7 separate regions of the Mus musculus genome follow, and regions 2, 3, 4, 5, 6 and 7 are each linked to region 1. A link is a contact called in public HiChIP or PLAC-seq and promoter capture Hi-C data. All regions are on one chromosome and are shown on one strand. Each heading gives the region's core, a stretch centred on a gene start, on an enhancer-like site or on the middle of the called end of the contact. The rest is flanking DNA. Distances are from core to core; before and after follow the strand shown. Region 1 holds the start of Ift22 (intraflagellar transport 22). Region 2 holds the start of Dtx2 (deltex 2, E3 ubiquitin ligase). Region 3 holds the start of Tsc22d4 (TSC22 domain family, member 4). Region 4 holds the start of Ywhag (tyrosine 3-monooxygenase/tryptophan 5-monooxygenase activation protein, gamma polypeptide). Region 5 holds the start of Rasa4 (RAS p21 protein activator 4). Region 6 holds the start of Upk3b (uroplakin 3B). Region 7 holds the start of Prkrip1 (Prkr interacting protein 1 (IL11 inducible)).

Region 1 (2,903 bases), core at 294-2,793:
AAGGAAACTTGAGGTGCGAAAGGGCAAGCAGTCCCATCTCTGAATATATGCTGCCCAATGACCTGACACCAACTTCTCCTACAGCTCGGGCCGGGGACCTAAGTGTGTTTCATGCCGAAAGTCAGAGGCAGGAACACAAAGTTCCCTTCAAATTTTCCAGGTTGTTGTAAAGAAATAATTTTCCTGAGGGGGTCTCTTGTCTTTTGAAACTTTTAAATTTTTTTTCTTTTTTCTTTTTTATTTATTTATTTATTATATGTAAGTACACTATAGCTGTCTTCAGACACTCCAGAAGAGGGAGTCAGATCTTGTTACGGATGGTTGTGAGCCACCATGTGGTTGCTGGGATTTGAACTCTGGACCTTCGGAAAAGCAGTCGGGTGCTCTTACCCACTGAGCCATCTCACCAGCCCTAAATTTTTTTTTTCAATGCATGCGAAAGAATGTATGTAATACATTGCCACTCTGGAACAAGAGCAATAAAATTAACCACCCGCGATTAATATAATGGTGCTTAAAAGTATGAAAGCCGGGGCTGGGGAGATGGCTCGGAGTTTAAAGCACTGACTGCTCTCAGAGGAGCCCCGACTTTGGTTTCCAGCATCCATTTTGGGCAACTGAACTTCCATAACTCTAGCTCCAGGGCACTTCCTTCTGGCTTCCACAACCACCTGCACTTTTGTATACGTGTGTGTATGTGTGTGTGTGTGTGTGTGTCCACACGCGCGCGTAGGTTTTGATTTTTTTTTTTTTTTTTTTTTTTGTTTTTAATATGAAAAAACTCAGAGAATGACCGAAATGTCAAAAGAACACACACACTGGTTTGGAGAAGCTTCTCCGCCGCCAAGAACAATCTCAGCATCAAAATAAATAATGACAGGGCTGCAAAGTGACTCATCAGGTAACGGCCGGAACCACCAAGCCTGAAATGGTGGTGGGAGAAGAAAACTGAGTCCTATGGCTTGTCCTCTGATCTTCACATATGTATCATGGCGGACACACATACACGCAGATAGATGATGATTGATTGATAGATATAACCTTTTAAATTGAAAAAAAAGTTGGGAGTCGAGAGTGGTGACACATGCCTTCAATGGTATTAAAGTTGGGGGGGCAAAGGCAGGTGGATATCTTTGAGTTTGAGGCCAGCAGGTCTACATGCGAGTTGGACTGGGGATATGGTGTCAATGACAGAGCGCTTTCCTAGGATTGATGACCACCTGAGTTCAATCTCCAGCATCCACCGCGGAAATAAAAGAAAACCAAAATCACAGTACTGTTTTCCAGGCAAGTTTAGCAGCTCCCTTAATCTATGGAGCGTTCAGGAAGACCGGGAGAAATAAAGCAGGTTGGAGCCTGGCTCTTGTACCCCTTCCAGAACGCTCAGGTTGCAGTTAGCAGGACCAGCTTTGCCTTTTCTCTTTTGGTCCTCCTCAGCTTCCATCGTAGGCCACTTTTCCAGGCTCCCGGAACTGTCAGGGTTTCCTGGGCTACTGCGCAGCTGTTCCCGGTCGCCGTGGAAACTGACCAGCCAATCAGAGCATGCGGCCCAGACTGGCGGACGCGGCGGGGAGCTTAGCGCGCTTTGGTGGTGGGCTTCCGCGGGTTCGTGTTAACGGACAGCGATGCTGAAGGCTAAGATCCTCTTCGTGGGCCCCTGCGAGGTAACTCAGGGCTCGGGGGCTCCCTAGAACTGGGGTTGTTCTCAGGAGGTGCAACTTTGTACCAGCAACCCCACTGAGGGCGGCAGCTGGCGCTACCGTGACCAGGCCTTCATCCAGTTCACCCCTCCCAAGTAGTGGAGGAGAATATTGAGGTACCCAGGTCTCAAGGGCAGCGGAAATAAGGGGCGCCTCATGACTTCCCCTCCGAACCTTCCGTGCAAAAGGAATGTGTCCATGAGATTAGAAAACTAGATATTTTCAATATAGGGACTTGGAGCAAGTGGTTATTAATATGAGGAAGTCACTCTATATGTGATTCACCGAATTAAAGTTCAGATGGACCGAAACTAAACATGCAAATAAGTTAACTGTAGAAGGAAGCTGGGTGCAGTGTCCCATGCCTGTAATAATACCAGGACTCAGCAGGCAGTGGAGGAGTGATCACAAGTTTAAGGCCAGCCTGGGCTATGTATTGAGTTCTGGGACAGCCTGAGCTACAATGTGACATGTCTCCGATAACAAAATTAGATAGATAGATAGATAGATAGATAGATAGATAGATAGTAGAATTCGGGAATTACCTACATGGTTAAAGTTCAAATCCTTGGGTCCCAGCTCAGAAGGTTAGCTTAATAATGTGATCTTCATCTGAGGTTATTGGCTGATGGACCAAACATGAGAACCAATGTACATTCATAGGTGACTATATGGTGAAGATATGTTTTTAATCCTAAGTTAGGAGGCTGGGGTAGAGCTGGGTGATAGGATGTTTGCCTAGCATACAGGAATCCCGGGGTTCAATCCTCTTCATATAAAACATTCATGGTGGTACATGCCTCAGTTTCAGGGTTTGGAAGGTAGAGAGGCACGATGATTGACAGTTCAAGGCCACAGCCCGGGCTACAATAGCAAGTCTGAAGCCGGCCTGGGATACGTGAAACCTGTCAGAGAAAGAAGTTGCTAAGTATGCACAGAAGCAAAGGAGGATTGAGCCATGTGTGGCGCAGGCCTGACACCTCAGCATACAAGACACTCAGGGTTGCCACAAGTTTGAGACCAGTCTGGACCATATAGGAGTGTTGAGTCTAGCCTGGGGCAGAGAGGAGGAGAAGGCTTAAAAGAAAGGAGGGGCTGGAAAGACAGCTTGGTGACTAAGAACACATACTGCTCTCGCAGAGAGAGCTGAGTTCGGTTTCCAGAACCCACGCCAGCTGGCTCACAATTGCCTTTAGGTTCCAG
Region 2 (2,994 bases), core at 363-2,862, 910 kb before region 1:
AATGAGAATAATAAAAAATAGGAGTCCTTATTTGTAAGTTCATGGATGCAAAATGGAAATCAGCAGACAGGAGTCCATTTAAGGCTAGGAGGGCTGGGGATATGCCTGAGTCAGCAGAGAGCTTGCTTAGTGTGCAGGAAGCCCTGGGTAACCCCCCCCCCCCCCCCCCCCGCTCCCCCTGCCTGGTCCTCCTCTATAGCTGGGAACAACAGTACACACCTGCAATCTCAGAAGGTGAGACAGGGGGATTAGTAGTTGCAGGCCATCTCTGAAGCCAGGTGCTAAGACACCCTGTCTCCAAAACAAATAAACAAAAAATCCCCCTACTTCCACTAGGAGGGACTTATGTAGAGCTTTTGGGGACAGACACGTTTTCTTTGGGCTGTGAAGTCATTAAGATCTTTCTGGCTGTATAGATTATACGTGGGTCCTTGGTGGCTACCATCGGCACTAGGAAATGCCAGGTGCCATCCATTCATCAGAAATAATGAGCAAAGCAGCTGTGTCTTATCAGACTGTCCCTCTGCAGTGTCAGATGGAGACCAATTAGCAGAGGCAGGAAGCAACACAATTCTGCCTTTCCAAGCAAAACAGTAGCAAGCACCCCTGCTCCTCAGTGACACTGCTGAGGCCAGGCCTCCTTGACTTCTCTAGCTGTGTTCATCTTTTCTGCTTGGTGAGCCGGGAGCAGGTTCTGGGAATGGAACAGGCTCTGTGAAGTGGAATTTTAAGGACTTCTTTTGCAAATCCAGGGTCTTCTGCCTACTCGATAGATAAGTGCTCTACCACTGAGCCAGGCCAACTTAAGCCAAGGTTTAACTTTTTTTTTTGTTTTTTGTTTTTTGTTTGTTTGTTTGTTTTTCGAGACAGGGTTTCTCTGTGTAGCCCTGGCTGTCCTGGAACTCACTTTGTAGACCAGGCTGGCCTCGAACTCAGAAATCTGCCTGCCTCTGCCTCCTGAGTGCTGGGATTAAAGGCATGCGCCACCACGCCCGGCTTAACATTTTTTAATAGATTCTTTTCTTATTTAAAAATTTTAAATCTATGTTTTTAAAGACTGTGCTTGTAAGCTCAGCAATTAGGAAGCAGAGGCAGGAGGTTCAAGAGTTTAAGAGCAGCCTAGGCTTACATCACAAATTCAAAGCCACTCCGAGGTACATGAGATCCTGGACCCCTTCCACCCCTACAAGTGGACTCTTATAGCTGGGGATTAATTAGTAGTAGAACACTTGTCTACTGTGCTTGCATTAACTTTGATCCTCAACACCACAAAAGGAAAAATCAGGGTTGGCGATAGGGCTCAGAGGGTAAAGGCATTTGCTGACAAGCCTGACACCTTGAGTTCGATCCGTGGAACCCACGTGAAGGTGGACACGGAGAACGGACTCCTAAAGTTGTTCTTTGACCTCTGTAAGTACACCCCCCTCCAGAATATACACACATAATAAAAAGAAATATAAAAATTATTAAAAATCAAATGCATCAGTGATTAGCGAGGGAGTAAGTCAGTAGGAGAAAGAGAAGGCTGGGTACATTTATATCTGCTGGTGTGCTTTGGTTCAGCCCACTCAGCTTCATCAGAACTACATTTCCCAGAAGGCACTGCGTGAGGTGGACATGCGCAGCGCGGTGCTTGGAGGCTGCGACGCCGAGTTTCACTCCGGCTGCCTCCGGCTCGGAGTCGGAGACATACTCGAGGGTTCTTCCCAGGCCGAGCCGGAGCTGAGCCCGGAGGTCGGCGGTCCTCTCAACCTGTTCCTTCTGCTTCCCTCAGACTCGGTGAGCGGGACGGGCGGGCCACCTGCTGGCGCCCAGCCTGGGGTCCCGAGGGTGGGTGGGTGGGTTGAGGAGAGGGGGCTATTGAGCCAAGCTGAGACCGGAAGGGGGCGGTCGTGCGAGGAGGGAGGGCCGTGCCGGCGGGATGGGTGAGTCCTGGGGGCGTTGGGAGCCCTGGGCACCTCGGTACCAGGGTCCTGGAGGCGGGAAGTCGCAGTTGGGACGCTCTGAGCGTTGGGGACTGGGCTGGGTGTGGTAAGAGCCCTATTTTTTGCAGAGACAGGGGTCGCATCCCTGGCAGTTTGAGTCCTACAGGACCTGGAAGAGCAGTGAGGCTATTGCTACCCTGGCTCCCTGAGGGGTCAGTTTCAGTCCTGGAGCGTTTGTGTGTGTGTGGGGGCGTTACATCCAGGCGATAGGGATCCACCACTGTCTGAGAGAGTTGGACTTTGGAGGCGTTTGCCTTTCCATTCTCGGTCTGTGTCAGACTGGGTCTCTGGGGCACTTTGGGGTGTCTCTGTTTTGAAGCTCCGCTTTTCATCCTATCCCTCACACAGCTGCAGGGTTGCCCGCGTTAGCTTTGCCTCCACAGTGGCATGAATGGGAATGTGTTCACAGGCAAGACCTTTAATGAACTCTCTTTTCTCCGTGCCGTCTTAGCCCCTTTAAAATTCTAGAGAGCCCAGCAATGTGTTGCACATTTATAATCCCAGTATTTGGGAGACAAAGGTTTGCGGGTAGCTAAAGCTTGCCTGTGCTTCATCACAAGATACTATATTACATCCCTCTCACTCCCCAAAAGAGTGCTAGCCAGGTGTGGTGATTTATGACTGTAATTTCAGCACTTGTGAGGCAGAAGCTGGAGACTCAGGAGTTCCAGTCCAGCCCTAAGCTATATACTGTGGCCCCTGCTTAAAACAAAACAAAACAAAAAAACCCCCAACAACCCAAAAGTAACAGTTCTGTGATGTAGAGTTCCCAGTAGCCACGAGAATCAGGATTGACTTCAGTTGGTCAAGGTGTCAAGTCTCTTTGCTTATTTTCTGTGTGACTTTGGTCAAATTTTTATCCTCTCTGGTGTGTTGATTTCCTTCATGGACCATCCGTGGGACCGGTTTCTGAAGTCCTCACGCAGACTTTTCTGAGAAAGGGTTTAATTGAGTGGGCTGAGAAAGACTGTCCCTAGCTTCTGCTCCCTGCCCAAGCTGTTGGAAAATA
Region 3 (3,019 bases), core at 135-2,634, 840 kb after region 1:
GGGATTGGTTCTCAGGTATACGCACGGGGTAGTTGTGTGGACATGGGTGTGTGTCCAAGCACTTGGGGAAGCAGAAGTGAGCAACTTCATCTTCCCATCTACCTAAGTGTTTATATGAGGGACAAAGATGAGAAGGTAGCAATGCCTGTTCTGGGCTGAGGAGTGGCTCAGCAGGTAAAAGTTCTTGCTACTCAAGCATGAGGACCTGAGTTCAAATCTTCAGTAGCCACATGAGAAGCCAGGCATAACCATGTGTGCCTATAACCTCAGTGTTGTGGAGAATAGATGTAGAATTATTGGGGCTTGCTGGATGCCTACCAAGCTATGCATTCAATGAGAGACCCTGAGTAGGACACCCAGTGTGGTCCTGTGGCTAACAAACACACACAAGTGTGTGCAACTACTCATTCATGTGCACACACACGCCACACACATGTCTACCCTACCACCAACAGCCTTCTTGGATAGTTTGCTTTCTCCAATTTTCCCTTTTTAAGAGAGGGAAACACCGTATCAGAGATTTGATTTCATATACTGGAGCAGGAGCAGGATAGACAGGATGGCTCAGTGGGTAAAGGGCCTTACCACCAAACCGGATGGTTGGCACTATTCCATCCTTGGACCCACATAGTGGAAGAGAAAACTGACTCCTTCAAGTTGACCTCCAGATCTACACATACATACATTCACAGTAAAAAAAAAAAAAAAAAAAAAAAAAAAAAAAAAAAATTCAAATATTGCAGCAAAATCCGAGAAAAGATATTGGAGGAATAAAACACGTTTGGGTACAGCTGATACTTGTTACAAGTCCATGATGGCGTGTATGGGCGTTCATTCTCCTAGTTCCTCTACTTTAGGGCATGTTTGAAAATTTTCATAGCCGCTCGCTTTTGAAAACAGAGTGGGGAAAGGAGTTTCTCGTGAATTTACGGTGAAAACCAGAGACGCTGTGACAAATCACAGCCAGTGGGTCACATTGACTATGTATTTATGGACAGTCAGGTACCCAGAACATGTCTGGCACGTTCCTTGAGACTCTTTTGGAGAACCTGCAAAAGCCTACAAGTAAGGGAATCCCTGGCCTCCCGCAGGCTCCTCCTCTTTTTCTCCGCCCTCATGCCCCTCCCTCCGAGGAAGAGTTGCCTGGAACCTGGCAGGTGTAGGGTTAAAGCAACCAGTTTGGGACCCGCAGCGGCAGAAGCTGCAGCAGCAACAGCAGCAGCTACAGCAGCAACTGTAGGCTGCGGCTGCGGCTGCGGCTGTGGCAGGCCTGGCTCCGGGCCAGCTGGCAGGGAGCCTTAGGAGGGAGGAGGGAGGAGGGAGGAGGAAGAGGGGAAGGAGGAGGAGAGGAGCAGTGAGCAGGCCCGAGAAGGCAGGACTTCCTGGTGTGGGGGTTGTCAACAGCCCAGAAAGAGAGCCAGAGACCCAGACCGAGACGGAGCGGAGCTGAGGAGCTGAGAGATACATCCAGTGGGGCCACGTGGGAGGAGCCTTGAGAGAGAGCCACTCAAGGGACTGGAGCCAGCGGGGGGCTGAGCCGCCCCCTCCCACAGCAACAGGGAAGACCCGTGGAGTGTTAACCGAGGCTGCGCCTGGGCTCCCCCGTGGAAGCGCTGGTTTCTTCTCGTCTCAACTGCAAACTTTCCACCGAGATGCCTCGCAGAGTGAGATGCGGACGCCAGAGAACACTGGGTAGCCCTTGATTGCTGCCTGCCGTGGCCTGCTCTAGGCCGCCTTAGGATTTAAAAAAAAAAGAGAGAGAGAGAGAGAGAGAGATCTTAGTCCCCCAGGTCTTCTCTCCAGCTCAGCTCGGTGGCCGAGGCCCGAGAGGTAGGTAGTTCTCCCGGGCTGGGCGGGGCGCTTGGCTTGGCGGGCAGTGCCTAACCAGCGATGGGGGAACTGGAATGGGGGTGGGGTGGGCTTGAGGCCCGGCAGAGGCCTCAGGGTGGCCCTTTCAGGGGAGGAGCCGATTCACCCCTGTGCCCCTGGCCATGGAGATACGTGTTGGGGACGAGTTTGGATCTCAAGCATGAAATGTCCAACTTTGGGTCCCAGCTGCTTCTTCCTGTTGTGGGTGTTCTGAATTCTGTCCCCTCTGCTCCGGTCTGTCATTTCTACTTGTCTCTGGGTCTCTAGTGGCTTTCTTCTTCCTCCCTCCAGTCGGCTCCCCCGAGAGGAAGCCCCGGAGGTGGTTTGGCCCCTGCTTTTTCTTTTGCTCACGTACACACACTCTCGCTCACTTTCTGTCTCTTTCTTTTTCCAGTTTGCAAGCTCAGCTTTGGGGTTTCAGCGGCGACAGCAGCAGGAAAAACCTGCCCCTGCCCCCCCCTCCTGCCACCTCCCCTCTGTACTCCAGTCACTAACCAGGCACCCCCAAGTTCCCACAAGGCCCTCCTGCCATGTCGGACCCAGACGTCCCCAGGGGCCCCGATGTCCCTGCCATGTGGCCCCCTTGTTCCAGAGGTGCCTGAGCCCCTCTCCAGGAGCCCAGCCCCTCCCCCACCCGAGCCCAGTCCGGAGCCCCAGGGACCATGAGTGGTGGTAAGAAGAAAAGTAGTTTTCAGATCACCAGCGTCACCACGGACTATGAGGGCCCAGGAAGCCCAGGGGCTTCGGATTCCCCTGTCCCACCGGCTCTCGCTGGGCCCCCGCCCCGCCTCCCCAATGGGGACCCCAACCCTGATCCAGGGGGCAGGGGCACCCCCCGGAATGGCTCTCCGCCACCTGGAGCCCCTGCCTCCCGTTTCCGGGTGGTGAAGCTGCCCCAAGGTTTGGGAGAGCCTTATCGTCGAGGTCGGTGGACGTGTGTGGATGTTTACGAGAGAGATCTGGAGCCTCCAAGCTTCGGTCGGCTTCTGGAGGGCATTCGAGGGGCCTCTGGAGGCACCGGAGGCAGATCATTGGATTCTAGGTTGGAGCTGGCTAGTTTGGGCATAAGCACCCCTATCCCGCAGCCAGGCCTGTCTCAGGGCCCCACCTCTTGGCTCCGCCCGCCCCCTACTTCTCCTGGACCACAGGC
Region 4 (2,835 bases), core at 239-2,738, 970 kb before region 1:
CAATTCATTAATAAATTGAGAGTAACTGACAAAATGGTGCAACTAGTTAGGATTTTGCATCTCAGACAAAAATGCGACAGTATTCCCTTCTCGTCAGAACGAGGATACATTAGGTCAGAAGAAAAAAAGCCTCGGATACATTTAACAAAAAAAAAAAAAATTCTTTTAAAAAGACTTTTTCCCCTTTAAAATAAATCCTCCCAGCCTCCACCCAGTCTAGGCTCTCTGCAATATGACAAATGCAGAATCTTCTGGAATGACTTGATACTGCCTCCCACCACCGCTTTGTTTGCAGTATCAGATCAGACAGAATATTTTTTTACACTCAAACGAATTTCTGCAGACTCGTGCCTGCAATTAAAAGAGAAACTGCATATCTCAGTCAGTTAACATTCAAAGGCATTATAGTTAACCCTTTGAAATGGAAAATAAATAAAATGAAAAATGAAGATGCTATATAGAGGGCCATGAATGGGAATGCCAGCAACACACATATCCCTCCCTTCCTAACAGACTTGCTTTGGGGAATGGTTAAAAGGAAGCCTTTTGTTAAAAAAAAAAAAAACAAAAAAAAAAACGTGAGAAAGGTGGTTTCGATTTTACATCATTGAGGCTGGGTTTTTTTTTCTTTTTTCTTTTAGGAGAGGGGGTCCTACATTTTTTTTCTTCCCGAAACGTCTTTAAAGGATGTGTCAGTGGGAAAGATTGGGGGGGGGGGTGATGGAGTGGGGAGGCGGCAAACTGGGAGACCTGCTGAGTGAATGGGGAAGGCGCCGCCCAGACACCAGGGAGAGAAAGAGGAACCGCATCCATGCGGTCCCCCCGCCCCCACGCCTAAACTGGGAGGAGGGGAAGTGGGGCACAAAGGATGCGCACGGCCCCCAACTCAGGTCTCTGGACATTCAGGGTCACAGAGAGACCCCCACCCCACAGCAGAAACCAGCCACGCAAGACCCCGCCCCAGCCCCGAACTCGGAGAGGCTGGGAAAGAGGCCGCGTCACCACTCGGGTGCATGAGCCCCCGTCCCCAACCCCTCCAAGGAGTGAGATGGAGAGGTGACCCTATAGTCGTGACAAGACAACATGCCCCTGGAGCATGCCTTCCACGCCGAGGAACGCGGTGTCGGGAGAGGCTGGGGCGAGGCAGGGGGGAGGGGAGGAGACACTCACGTTCTTCATGGCCGCGGCCATATCGTCGTAGCGCTCCGCCTGCTCGGCCAGCCGGGCTTTCTGCACCAGTTGCTCGCGGTCCACCATCTTCACAGGGCTGAAGAGGATCGGCTGGAAAGAAGGAAACCGAAGACCGCCTTGAAGGGCTTCAGGAAAAGAGAGGAGCGGCTTGGAGCTCGTGTGTCGGAGGGACCGACCCACGAAGCAAGCTACTGAGACGAGGAGGAGAAGGAGGCGGCACGAGCTGCGACCGCGGGACCCGGCGCAAGGAGGCTGCGGCTCCAATGCGTGCCGCGGGCGGACAACCCCCTGCGGTCCCGCCCACACGGGTGACGTAAAAGTCACCGCCTACTCGCGCATGCGCGCGCCCCGCCCGGTCCCGCCCGGTCCTGCATTTACTGGGCTTCTCTTCTACTGGAACATTCGCGGTGGCTCTTTGCGATTTTCTCAGTGTATCCCCAGTACTACACTGCTCCCTAATGTGCCCCTTTCTTCACTTTACCGTAAATCCTCAGCTTCATCAAACCCACCTCTCCTTGCCCCCTGGGGGCCTCTCCCCCCCCCTTTTTTTTTTTTTTTTTTTTTTTTTTGCATAGCTTCTGGCGCGTGACCTCCTGGGAATTGTAGTTTGACCTGCAGCAAGCTGAATTACAGAGCAGACCAAGGACAAAGGGGTGGTGGAGACTACATCTCCCAGTGGGCATTGCGCGCAGGCAGAGGCGGACCGGATGGGGGGCAGGGTCTAACCCGCAGCCGCTGGGGACCCCTGGCGGGGAAGCAGTCTACACTAGCCTAAGCGAGTGCTGATTCACGGCCTCGCCCCATAGCCTCTGGGCAGTTGGAAGGAAAGAAAAGGTCAAGGCCTTAGATCTGGACTCTCTGAAACTGAAGTAACTGGTCATGGTGGAGGGGTAGGGGAAAAACACGAATATAAAGTAGGCAGAAGAAGTACAGACACCGTAAATCCAAACTGCCCAACCACCACCATGGAAAAGATGGAAAAGGTGAACCTGTCCTAGAGATGGCCGCGTGAATGATGCAACCCTTGGACAACTGTCTAACACACACCCACCATGGTTGCAGTCTCCAGTGATGCACTTTAACATCGGACTTAACTGGATGAAATCATAGAATGACACATATCCGCCCGGTATATTGCCTATTTTCCCTAAATGGTGTAGCTGCCTGCAGACTGACCCTGGGGGACTCCCTTCTTCCTCTCCAGTGAACTGGACCAACGCCTGCCTGAACGCACACCCGCTATAGTTTTGACTGCGTATTTTATTTTCATTGTGTTTTTATGAGTTGTTTGGTTTGAAGTAGGGTCTTACACTTCTTAAGGTGACTCTAGACGAAGTTCTGGAATTATAGGCATGCACCAACACAATGGCCTTGACTGTAGAGTTTTGCTTCATCCATTCAACACGTTGAGCACCGGCCCAGTTCCAATGACTTTGTACATTAGCACACAACAATACACAAAGCAGACAAAGCACTCGGCTCAAAAAAAAAAAAAAAAAAAAAAAAAGGAGACAACTGTTTGAACCCACAACAAGCAGCTGACTAACTTTTAACATACCAAAGTGAACCTGGCCTCCAGGTTCTCCAGGCCAGCTGGGGCACAGGGGGAGGGGCTGCCCTTTGCCCAGGGGCTCTTCCCTATAT
Region 5 (2,942 bases), core at 66-2,565, 820 kb before region 1:
TGGTGCTGATGACGCACCCCTTAATTCCCAGCACTTGGAGAGGCAGAGGCGAGGGGAATCTCTGTGAGTTTGAAGTCAGCCTGGTTTATAGAGTTCCAGGACAGTCAGGGTTACTCAAAGAAACCCTGTGTCAAAAAAAAAAAAAAATCTGTATGTATGTCTGTATCCCCAATGGAATCTTATTTTGGGGTAAAGAAGAATAAAATGATGTCACTCGTAGCAGAATTTTTGACCAGGACACTCAAGGACCTAGGTTTGGTCACCAGTATGGGCAGCGATGGCGGGCTGGAATGCAGATCTAGGGCTAGGTAAGTATGGTTCACTTGCTAAACTGCTTTGCAAGCAGAAGAATCACTCGTTCCCAGGACTAATGGATAGCTGGGCATGGTGTTGAACTCTTGTAAAGAACTCCAGAAGTGGGCAAGATGGAGAAAGGTGGATCCTGGAGTCTCACTGGCCAGCCAGTCTAGACTACTGGGGAGGTTTCAAGCCAATGAGAGACCTTGTGTCTTACAAGGTGGGGCAGAGGAGATGGGTCAGTAGAAAGACTCCTGCCCAAGTCTGATAATCTGAATTTGATCCCTGGGACCCATTTGGTGAAAGTAAAGAAAAGATTCTTGCGGGTGTCCTCTGATTTCCACTTGGGACCACAACATGTAAGCCACACCCTAATCAATCAGCCAATAAAAAACAAAAATTTTAAAAAGGTAGCCAGAGCCTGGAGGTGGTGGTGCAGGCTTTTAATCCCAACACTTGGGAGGCAGAGACAAGTGAATCTTTGTATTCGAGCCCAGCCTGGTCTGTAGAGAGAGTTCTAGGACAGCTAGGGCTACACAGAAAAACCCTGTCTCAAAAATAAATAAATAAACAAATAAATAAATGGTGGACGGATCTTGAAGAATGAAATCGGAGGGTGATCTCTGGCCTCTACCTGCACACCTGAACACACACGAAACCACAATACAAACACGCCCCAAACAATCCTGTTTTCCAGATTTGATGTCCTCAAACTTTCCCAACTGCCTGAGTCTTCACATCTTTCCAGGTCTGTCACAGACAAGTTACTCCCAGCGTGCGGCCATTAATGGATTTGCAGCTATGCTGCACACCCAGGTCCCTCCGTGAGCCTGGGCTCTCTCTCTGAGAATCGAGAGCACCAGGAGGGATCCTGGTGGTGGAAGAATCTCCGGGTGCCAGCAGCTACACTTCGGGGCAGGCCCCGCCCGCCCTCCCTTCCAGGTGGCCAATGAGGGACGCAAGCCGCATAGGCCGCGCCCATTCTGGGCATCCAGGACGCTGATTGGTCCTTCCATGCAGTGTCTCCCCGCCCCCGCAGGAGGGGCGGGGAGGGGTGAATGGAGTAGCGGAGATCCCTCAGCCCCAGCGCTCCCCTCTCTGGCCTCCGCACCCGCCTGCCTGCAGCGCCACTCGCACTGTTCCCCCTCCTTACCCCGAGAGGGGACCCATGAGTCCGAACCCCTCCCCGCCAGGCCTCCACGTCGCCGACCCGCAATGGCCAAGCGCAGTTCGCTGTCCATCCGAATCGTAGAAGGGAAAAATCTGCCCGCCAAGGACATGTGAGTAGTGGGTACGGGTGGTGGCCACCCCAACTTTGATGGGATCCCCTTTTATATACTTGACCTTTGCGGGGGGTCCTTAGGGCTTCCCCACAAGGAGAGCAGCGGAGAGGATGTGGCGTGTACAGCCACGGAGGGGGACTGGCTACGAAAATGGGGACAGCGAGATTTGCTGTGAATACCTGACAGAGTGGAGGGGCAAGCTAGAGGCGGAGGGCTAGAGACAAGGGAGGGGCTTCTCCACCTGGGAACAGCAGGAAGCCAGGGCTCATAGGGGGGCAGGAGTTTTAAAAGACTGAAACTGGCACTGGGATGGCATCGCAAGAACTGCCCAGGGTGTGGCTGAAAGGGGCGGAGTGTCCCCCCCTCTCTCTGTAGTTTGGGAGTCCATAACAACCCCAAGAGTTGTCCGCCGGACTTGTTCGCTATTCGCTATTCATTTGGGCAAGGCATGCAGGTGTGAAAAGTGGGGGTGGGGGTGTAGGTCAAGGGGACAGGAGGGATGCATAGAGGCAGGATTTAGAGTCTCCCTTGACTTTGCCGGGCCTCTCCCTTTAATCGCTCCCTGCAAGGCATTTCTCCTCGGACCACTTTACAGATTAGAAAACCGATGCCGACAGACAGGAAATGTTAGCTGGTGGTGTCAAAGCAAGGTCGTGAATCTAGGGCTCCTAAAATGCATTACCGTCCTTCATAAAGCTTCCTCTAATCCATCGCCAGATTTGGGGAGCTTTCGGACACCCCTTTGTCACACTGTTTTTAGTGAGTTCCCGAGGTCAACTGCGTGACTCCTAGAACGTGTCTCGTGGCTTTCTTATGTCCTCATTTGCAAAGATTCAGTTTCCCTTTCTGGACCCAAGTGCTTGAAATCCTAGTGTCGGGGAGAAGCCACGATCATAAAACCGAAGAAAGGGCGGGGCAGAGGCCTAGGGTTCAAAGTGCGCTCCGGGTCCCGGTGGGTTTCCTGGCTACAGAGAACTGAGAATTGGGGAGGTGTGTGTGTGTGTGTGTGTGTGTGTGTGTGTGTGTGTGTGTTCATCTCTCCGGCGGGCAGGCGGGCTCTCCCAGCACTCTCAGTGCCAGGAGCGGTTCCAGTTCAAGGCCCCCTGGGCCTGAAGAGGCCAGCTCAGCAGTTGCCATGGCAATGGGGAGGGAGGAGGGTGGGCTGACTTAAGGTGGGTTTCTGTGCATAAAGGGAGGAGGGGCTCCAGTGGAAATTAGGTCTCTAGGGTGGAGGCTGGTTGAGCCTCCACAGGGGATCTCGGGCCCCAGCTCTCCAGGCCTTCTCAGTCCCCTACACCCTCCCGCAAGCCCTTAGGCCCCCCTCCCTTCCCTGGGCATTGGTAAACCAGGTCATCTTGGCTT
Region 6 (2,922 bases), core at 123-2,622, 870 kb before region 1:
GGCCTTGTTGGAGAAAGTGTGTCACTAGGGGTGGACTTTGGAGTTTTTAAAGCCATTTCCAGTGTTTTCTTTCTATCTCCTACTTGAGGATCAGTATGTGAGCTTTTGCGTATTTCTACTGCCACGCCATTGCTCCACCATCATGGACTCTAACCCTCCAAACAGCAAGCCCAACTAAATGCTTCTTTTATAAGTCGCCTTGGGCATGGTGTTTTGTCATAGCAATGGAAAGGTGACTACATCAGCATGGATGCAAGGAACTGTGTACCAACCAGGTCTTCAATAACAAACAAAAAAGGCACATTCATGCTGCTGTAGTAGTGCACACATGAATCCCAGAATTTGGAAAAAGGTGGCAAGAAGATCATGAGTTCAAGGCCAGCCTGGACTACACAGCAAGAATTCCTAGTTGGCCAGAGATTCTTAGCAAGATCTGTTTGAAAAGCATACACACACACAGGGTCACTGGTCTGTGGGTCTTATAGCGGGTGTGTGTGTGTGTGTGTGTGTGTGTGTGTGTGTGTGTGTGTGTGTGTTTGGTTGCCAGGTTGCTTGCAGAAGCTAGCAGTGCCTATCTGTGATCACAGGGGCATCAAAAGTTCAAAGACTGCCAGGCAGAGAGAGACACACGCCTTTAATCCCAACATTTGGGAGGCAGAGGCAGGTGGACCTTTGAGTTCAAGGCCAGCCTGGTCTACAGAGTGAGTTCCAGGACAGTCGGGGCTACACAGAGAAACCCTGTCTGGAAAAACCAAAAAAGGAAAAAAGAAAAAAAAAAAAAAGAGTTCAAAAGTCATCTTCTGTTATATAGTGAGTTTGAGGCTAGTCTGTACTACATGGGAACCTGTCTCAAAAACAGACAAACAAACTTAAAACGACATAGAATAAGACTCGTAGGGTTAGCACTCAGGAGACAGAGGCAGGCAGATTTCTGAGTTCGAGGCCAGCCTGGTCTACAAAGTGAGTTCCAGGACAGCCAAGGCTACACAGAGAAACTCTGTCTCGACAAAACAAAACAAAACAAACAAACAAAAAGGACTTGTAGGGTTTGTATAAACAAAATGTTTGTCAGTCACCAAAGGCTGTCCCGTCCTTTCGGAGGACTAGTGCTTCCACTGGAGAAGGAACGGACATTCCGAGCTGGGGAAGACATATCTCCTTGGGCACAGGCTACATGGAGGGCAGGCAGTGTCTGGGAGCTGCTTTGGGGCTGGACTAGGTCAGGGCCAGCCTACCACACAGGCTCTCCCCTCTCCTCACTTCCTGGATAAGGATGGATGGCCAGAGGGTGGCTCCTGGCACCCAGAGTTCAGGAATCCTAGGCATGTGGTTCTGGGCCCAGATAGAGGAGGGGAGTCTCCCTCCCAGGGCCAGGGAGTAAGGTGGTACCACAATTTAGACATCAGCTTTGGGATGGAGGTGACTGGGGGGTCACGTGAAGGCCAACCCTAAATGGCTCCTCTCCCTTAGTTCTGGAGTGGGGCCCCTGTTCAGGAGCCCACTGAGCCCCTCCCTGGGGTGGGCTGGGAGCAGGGAGGGGTGAGCTCATAGGTTCAGGTCTTTCCTGTTCTCCTGGCAGTCCAAGTGACCAGCAACTGTAGGCCAGAGGTGTCGGAGGTGGGGTGAGACAGGACCAGCCCCTAAGCCTGGTCAGGCCTGATCAAGTGCTGTGGCAGTCATGGTGCGAACGCGGTGGCAGCCTCACCCTCCGCCGCCCCTGCTTCTCCTGGTGCTCGTGTGGCTCCCCCAAAGCCTGAGTCTAGGTGAGTGGAGCTCTTGCAATGGATGCCCTTAGCCAAACCTAGGGTTCTGGGAACCTATTACACCTCCTGGACCGAGAGAATCGGGGAGGGGAGGGGGAGCCCCACAGAACAGCAGTGCTTATCTCGATTCTCACCTTTGTCCCCCATGGCTATAGACCTGATTGCCTACGTGCCGCAGATAACAGCCTGGGACCTGGAAGGGAAGATCACAGCCACTACATTCTCTCTGGAGCAGCCTCGGTGCGTCTTTGATGAGCATGTCTCAACTAAGGACACCATCTGGCTAGTGGTGGCTTTCAGCAATGGTGCGTGCTGAGGACTTGGGGTCTTGGGGTGAGGGCATGGGCTGAGAAGAGATACCCGAGGATCTGGGTGGATGGTAACATTGACCTTGTCTCTGGGTGTGAGGGTCAGGACTGTAGATTAGATTAGCCAGGGATGTGTTGAGCACAAGGTGGGCAAAGCCTGTCCTTTTTTTTTTTTTTTTTTTGAGACAGGGTCTGCTGTAGCCCAGGTGACCTTAAACTTCTGAGCTTACTGCCTCCACCTTCCAATTGCTGGGACGGTGGGCATGCACAACCATGCCAGTCCATGTGGTACCAGGGATAGAGGCCAGGGTTTATGCATTGCTAGGCAAGTACAACCTTCCTAATGCTGACGCCCCTTCAACGCAGTTCCTCATGCTGTGGTGACCCCCACCCCAACAAAAAAATTATTTCATTGCTATTTCATAACTGTAATTTTGCTACCAATACGAATTTTTAATGTAAATATCTCATGTGTGATCCTGAGTTGTTGGAGCCCCGATGGGGATCGAGACCCATTATGTCACCTGGGGAAGTGGGGTCACGCCCTCTGCAGATCGCTTCCTGGGACAGAAGCAGTCCGCTGCTCTCTATTCCTTTAAAATAACTGTCTTGCACTTGCTTATTTATTGTATGTAGCAGTCCAGACGTGATCGTGGGCAATTCAGAGGACAGCTTGAGGGAGTCAGGTCTCTCCTTCCAACCTGTGGGTCCTGGGGATCAAACGTAGGTCGGCAGATTTGGCCACAAGCGCCTATCTTATTAATAGACCTAACAGGGCCACAGCCTGCTCTTGCCTCTATCTGTCCCTTTTTCCTCCAGCCTCCAGGGACTTTCAGAACCCACAGACTGCT
Region 7 (3,118 bases), core at 348-2,847, 710 kb before region 1:
AGGGCACCTGATCGCTTTACAGATGGTTGTGAGCCACTATGTGGTTGCTGGGAATTGAACTCAGGACCTATGGAAGAGCAGTGTTCCTAACCACTTAGCCACCTCTCCAGCCCCAGACTAATTTTCCTATCAAAGATCTAGTTGACAAGAAAAGAAAATAGTGTTTCATATTTCCCCTTAAAAACTATAAACCCGGGGCTGGTGAGATAGCTCAGTGGGTAAGAGCACCCGACTGCTTTTCCAAAGGTCCGGAGTTCAAATCCCAGCAACCACATGGTGGCTCACAACCATCCTTAACAAGATCTGACTCTCTCTTCTGGAGTGTCTGAAGACAGCGACAGTGTACTTACATATAATAAATAAATCTTTAAAAAAAAAACAAAACAAAAACTATAAACCCCTGACACCCATAAGAGACATTACCCATGACATCTCGGACAAATTCTGGAGGCGCTCGAGGAGCCCATTCATTCATTTTCTCTGGAATTGGAACTGCTTTGTCCTGGAACAGTTAAACAGAAAAGCATCTATGAACATACACTTGCTGAGGAAGGTACATCCCGTTTGACGATCTCAACTGAGCACGCTTCTCAAATCTGGAGCTGACTGAGTGTAGTTCTGCTGCCCTGGCCTTACTTCATCCACTACACCATGGGGTCTAACGTGGGCCAAAGTTCTCCTGCGCTAAACAAGTCTGGAATCTACGTCACTAAGAGACGAGCCAACCTCTTCTAGTCAAAGATATGAGCTGTCTGTTTTACGAGGCCCATTGAAGAGGTAAAGAGTGATGTGGTCCAAATTTGGCGTCCAATGCTTCTTTAATAATGGCTGCTATTTGGAGTTGTACACTTTTGCTAAGACATCGATTCTGGGTTTTGTTGGTTTCTGAGATAGGTCTCACTGTCTAGCTGATCTGAAACTCACTACGTAGACCACGCTCGCCTCGAATTTGTAGCAAACTTCTGGGGTCAGCCACCAGAGTGCTGGGATAGCAGGTGTGCACCACCATACCCAGCTCCCACCGCTTTGGTTCATATATTAAAATAGAAAGGGCTGTGAAGCAATACTGAATAGTAGCGCAGGGCTGTCATCCCAGCTCGTAGGGAAGATAAGGTAAGAGGAGCCGGGATGCGAGGAGCCCGGATGCGAGGTCTGCCTATCTTACAAAGCCGATTCGGTACGGAACGTGGACAGCACGAGCAACGCCATGATACCGCAAACAGCAAACTAAGAAAAAGGAGGGTGTGGAGGGCTGGGCAGCGCCTTCGTGCAGCTACGCTGTAGGACAAGAACAGGAGCGAGGCTCCCTCCACGGGGCCGCCCTCTCCGCCCCAGGGTTGCTCTAGGGGGACTGAATGTAGCCTTGCTCGGTCTGGCGGCGGGGTGAAGGGACTGCGCCTCGGCCCACTTCCACTCACCGGGTTCTTCATGAGCCGCTCCAGCTTGAGCTTCTGCTCCTCGGCCGCATTCTTGGGGATGACCAGCGTCTGCGGCTCTTTCTTGGGCCTGGGCGGTCTCACAGAAGCGGCAGCAGGACTCGCCATAGCCGCTCTCCTACTCCTTTACGAAAGCTGCCGGCGGCCGCTCGTATTGATGACGACAGAAGAGCGCGCCAACCGCGCACGCGCACTCTCAAACCCCCGGGGGGAGGGGCGCTCTCCTGAGGCGCATGCGCACTCTCTCCTCGGAGGTACGAGGCAGTCCTAAGCAGCTTGCTTGAATATTCATGAACGCGAGGTCAGTGTGGTTTATTTTGATCATAGCACTTTAATTTCATTTCCTGTTTCAAAACAAATCAGGGCTGCCTGATTCTCACATCCGGAGAGGAAGAGACGGCCTTTAGTGATGATGAGTGGGCTGGCCCCAGGCGACGTCTCAGGTCCCCAAGGACTTCGCACAGCTTGCTCTGGGACTCTTGGCACGTCCCTCCCAGTTTCGCTCGCTCCTGGGCTTTGTCTTTTTTTTCCGTTTCTTTTTTATCTATTCTACTTTCTCCCTACCCCACTCTCTCTTCCTCCTCCTCCTCTTCTCTCCCCTTCTCCGCCCTCTCCATATCGTCTCCTTCCCTCCCTCTTTTCCTTCCTTCCTTTCCTTTCCTTTTTTTTTTTTTTTTTTTTTTTTTTTTTGTTTTTTTGTTTGTTTGTCTTGTTTTTCAACACAGAGTTTCTCTGTATATCTCTGTCCTGGAACTTGGTTTGTAGACCAGGCTGTCTTCGAACTCTCGGAGATCCGCCAGCCTCTCACACCCCGATTCCTATAATAATCTTATAATCTCCTTTGTAACTGAACTCTTAAGACAGACCCGATCTCCTTGGCCACGCTGAAAGTACAGCGCCACCAGTCGAGCCTGAGTATGTGAGTCTGTTTTAGAATAAAGGAAGTTGCCATTCCAATCTACCTGACGAGGAATTAACTTCAAGTCTTTCACTTGAAGGTGAAAGTAATGGAGAATGATGGAACTGCGGCCTTCTGGTGGTGGAGTGTTTTGTTGACCATGCGTGAGGCACTGAAGTAGCTCCCTATAGTAAAAGATGTTAAGAGCCAGCAGTGGTGGTGCAGGCCTGTAATCTCAGCACCCAGGGAGTTACAGGCAGATGGATCCCTGAGTTCAAGGCCATCCTGGTCTGTAGAGAGAGAGTTCCAGGACAGCCAGAACTACACAGAGAAAGCCAGTCTCAAAAAACAAACAACAAAAAAACAAGCAACAACAAAACAAGCAACAACAAAAACCCAAGATGGTAACAGTAACATCTTGTAGGCAAGGAAACTGAAACAAGTCCTTTATTAGAAGAAGCTTATTAGAATGAAAGGGCCTCAAAGCTGACTGTTGCTGGAGATGGAGGGAGAACAATAGACAGTACAGTATATGGATCTCTGAACGTGGTGGGGCCTTAAAGGGAGCAAGAGGCTTCCCTTTGGAACCTGGAGAGGAGCTTCATTAAAACTGGAAGGAAGGCCGGGCAGTGGTGGCACACGCCTTTACTCCCAGCACTCCGGAGGCAGAGGCAGGCAGATTTCTGAGTTTGAGGCCAGCCTGGTCTACAGAGTGAGTTCCAGGACAGCCAGGGCTACACAGAGAAACACTGTCTGGAAAAAAAGAAAAAAGAAAAAAACAAAA

What was found. Promoter capture Hi-C pulls out the DNA fragments that hold promoters and counts their contacts. HiChIP or PLAC-seq counts read pairs in DNA pulled down with a chosen protein or histone mark.
Region 2: a promoter capture Hi-C map of pre-B cells shows a contact between it and region 1, with 5 times the contacts expected there. The contact joins the promoter of Dtx2 here to the promoter of Ift22 in region 1. A contact is called at or near these places in 2 of 39 promoter capture datasets (embryonic stem cells and pre-B cells), 4 of 115 datasets of contacts at active chromatin or transcription factors (bone marrow-derived macrophages, craniofacial prominence, large pre-B cells and 1 more) and 1 of 9 other capture datasets (liver).
Region 3: a contact with region 1 is called in a promoter capture Hi-C map of liver, with 2.1 times the contacts expected there. The contact joins the promoter of Tsc22d4 here to the promoter of Ift22 in region 1. A contact is called at or near these places in 2 of 39 promoter capture datasets (liver and maxillary cranial neural crest) and 2 of 115 datasets of contacts at active chromatin or transcription factors (embryonic stem cells and pro-B cells).
Region 4: a contact with region 1 is called in a promoter capture Hi-C map of pre-B cells, with 5 times the contacts expected there. The contact joins the promoter of Ywhag here to the promoter of Ift22 in region 1. A contact is called at or near these places in 2 of 39 promoter capture datasets (cranial neural crest and pre-B cells) and 3 of 115 datasets of contacts at active chromatin or transcription factors (astrocytes, large pre-B cells and memory CD8 T cells).
Region 5: a contact with region 1 is called in an H3K4me3 HiChIP or PLAC-seq map of bone marrow-derived macrophages, with 4 times the contacts expected there. The contact joins the promoter of Rasa4 here to the promoter of Ift22 in region 1. A contact is called at or near these places in 3 of 115 datasets of contacts at active chromatin or transcription factors (astrocytes, bone marrow-derived macrophages and large pre-B cells) and 2 of 9 other capture datasets (adipose tissue and liver).
Region 6: a promoter capture Hi-C map of liver shows a contact between it and region 1, with 2.7 times the contacts expected there. The contact joins the promoter of Upk3b here to the promoter of Ift22 in region 1. A contact is called at or near these places in 2 of 39 promoter capture datasets (both in liver), 1 of 15 datasets of contacts at CTCF or cohesin (large pre-B cells) and 1 of 115 datasets of contacts at active chromatin or transcription factors (large pre-B cells).
Region 7: a promoter capture Hi-C map of embryonic stem cells shows a contact between it and region 1, with 4 times the contacts expected there. The contact joins the promoter of Prkrip1 here to the promoter of Ift22 in region 1. A contact is called at or near these places in 2 of 39 promoter capture datasets (embryonic stem cells and hippocampal neurons), 1 of 15 datasets of contacts at CTCF or cohesin (large pre-B cells), 1 of 484 Hi-C or Micro-C datasets (double positive thymocytes), 9 of 115 datasets of contacts at active chromatin or transcription factors (the 230-238 cell line, the SCID.adh cell line, astrocytes and 4 more) and 2 of 9 other capture datasets (adipose tissue and liver).

What each region holds. Positions count from the first base shown.
Region 1 is chr5:136,906,607-136,909,509 of GRCm38.p6, forward strand. Ift22 (intraflagellar transport 22) reads left to right here and starts at 1,544. Exons shown (of 5, transcript NM_026073.3): 1 at 1,544-1,664. The coding sequence starts at 1,626.
Region 2 is chr5:135,993,188-135,996,181 of GRCm38.p6, forward strand. Dtx2 (deltex 2, E3 ubiquitin ligase) reads left to right here and starts at 1,613. Exons shown (of 11, transcript NM_001256096.1): 1 at 1,613-1,779.
Region 3 is chr5:137,744,585-137,747,603 of GRCm38.p6, forward strand. It overlaps Tsc22d4 (TSC22 domain family, member 4), which reads left to right and starts at 1,385. Exons shown (of 5, transcript NM_023910.6): 1 at 1,385-1,830; 2 at 2,264-3,019. The coding sequence starts at 2,532.
Region 4 is chr5:135,933,153-135,935,987 of GRCm38.p6, forward strand. It overlaps Ywhag (tyrosine 3-monooxygenase/tryptophan 5-monooxygenase activation protein, gamma polypeptide), which reads right to left and starts at 1,489. Exons shown (of 2, transcript NM_018871.3): 1 at 1,171-1,489. The coding sequence starts at 1,257. Gm40346 (a long non-coding RNA gene) reads right to left here and starts at 1,164. Exons shown (of 2, transcript XR_868594.2): 1 at 1-1,164.
Region 5 is chr5:136,082,601-136,085,542 of GRCm38.p6, forward strand. It overlaps Rasa4 (RAS p21 protein activator 4), which reads left to right and starts at 1,316. Exons shown (of 21, transcript NM_133914.3): 1 at 1,316-1,577. The coding sequence starts at 1,513.
Region 6 is chr5:136,037,124-136,040,045 of GRCm38.p6, forward strand. It overlaps Upk3b (uroplakin 3B), which reads left to right and starts at 1,373. Exons shown (of 6, transcript NM_175309.4): 1 at 1,373-1,763; 2 at 1,919-2,068; 3 at 2,891-2,922. The coding sequence starts at 1,679.
Region 7 is chr5:136,197,357-136,200,474 of GRCm38.p6, forward strand. It overlaps Prkrip1 (Prkr interacting protein 1 (IL11 inducible)), which reads right to left and starts at 1,598. Exons shown (of 6, transcript NM_025774.3): 1 at 1,419-1,598; 2 at 424-502. The coding sequence starts at 1,544.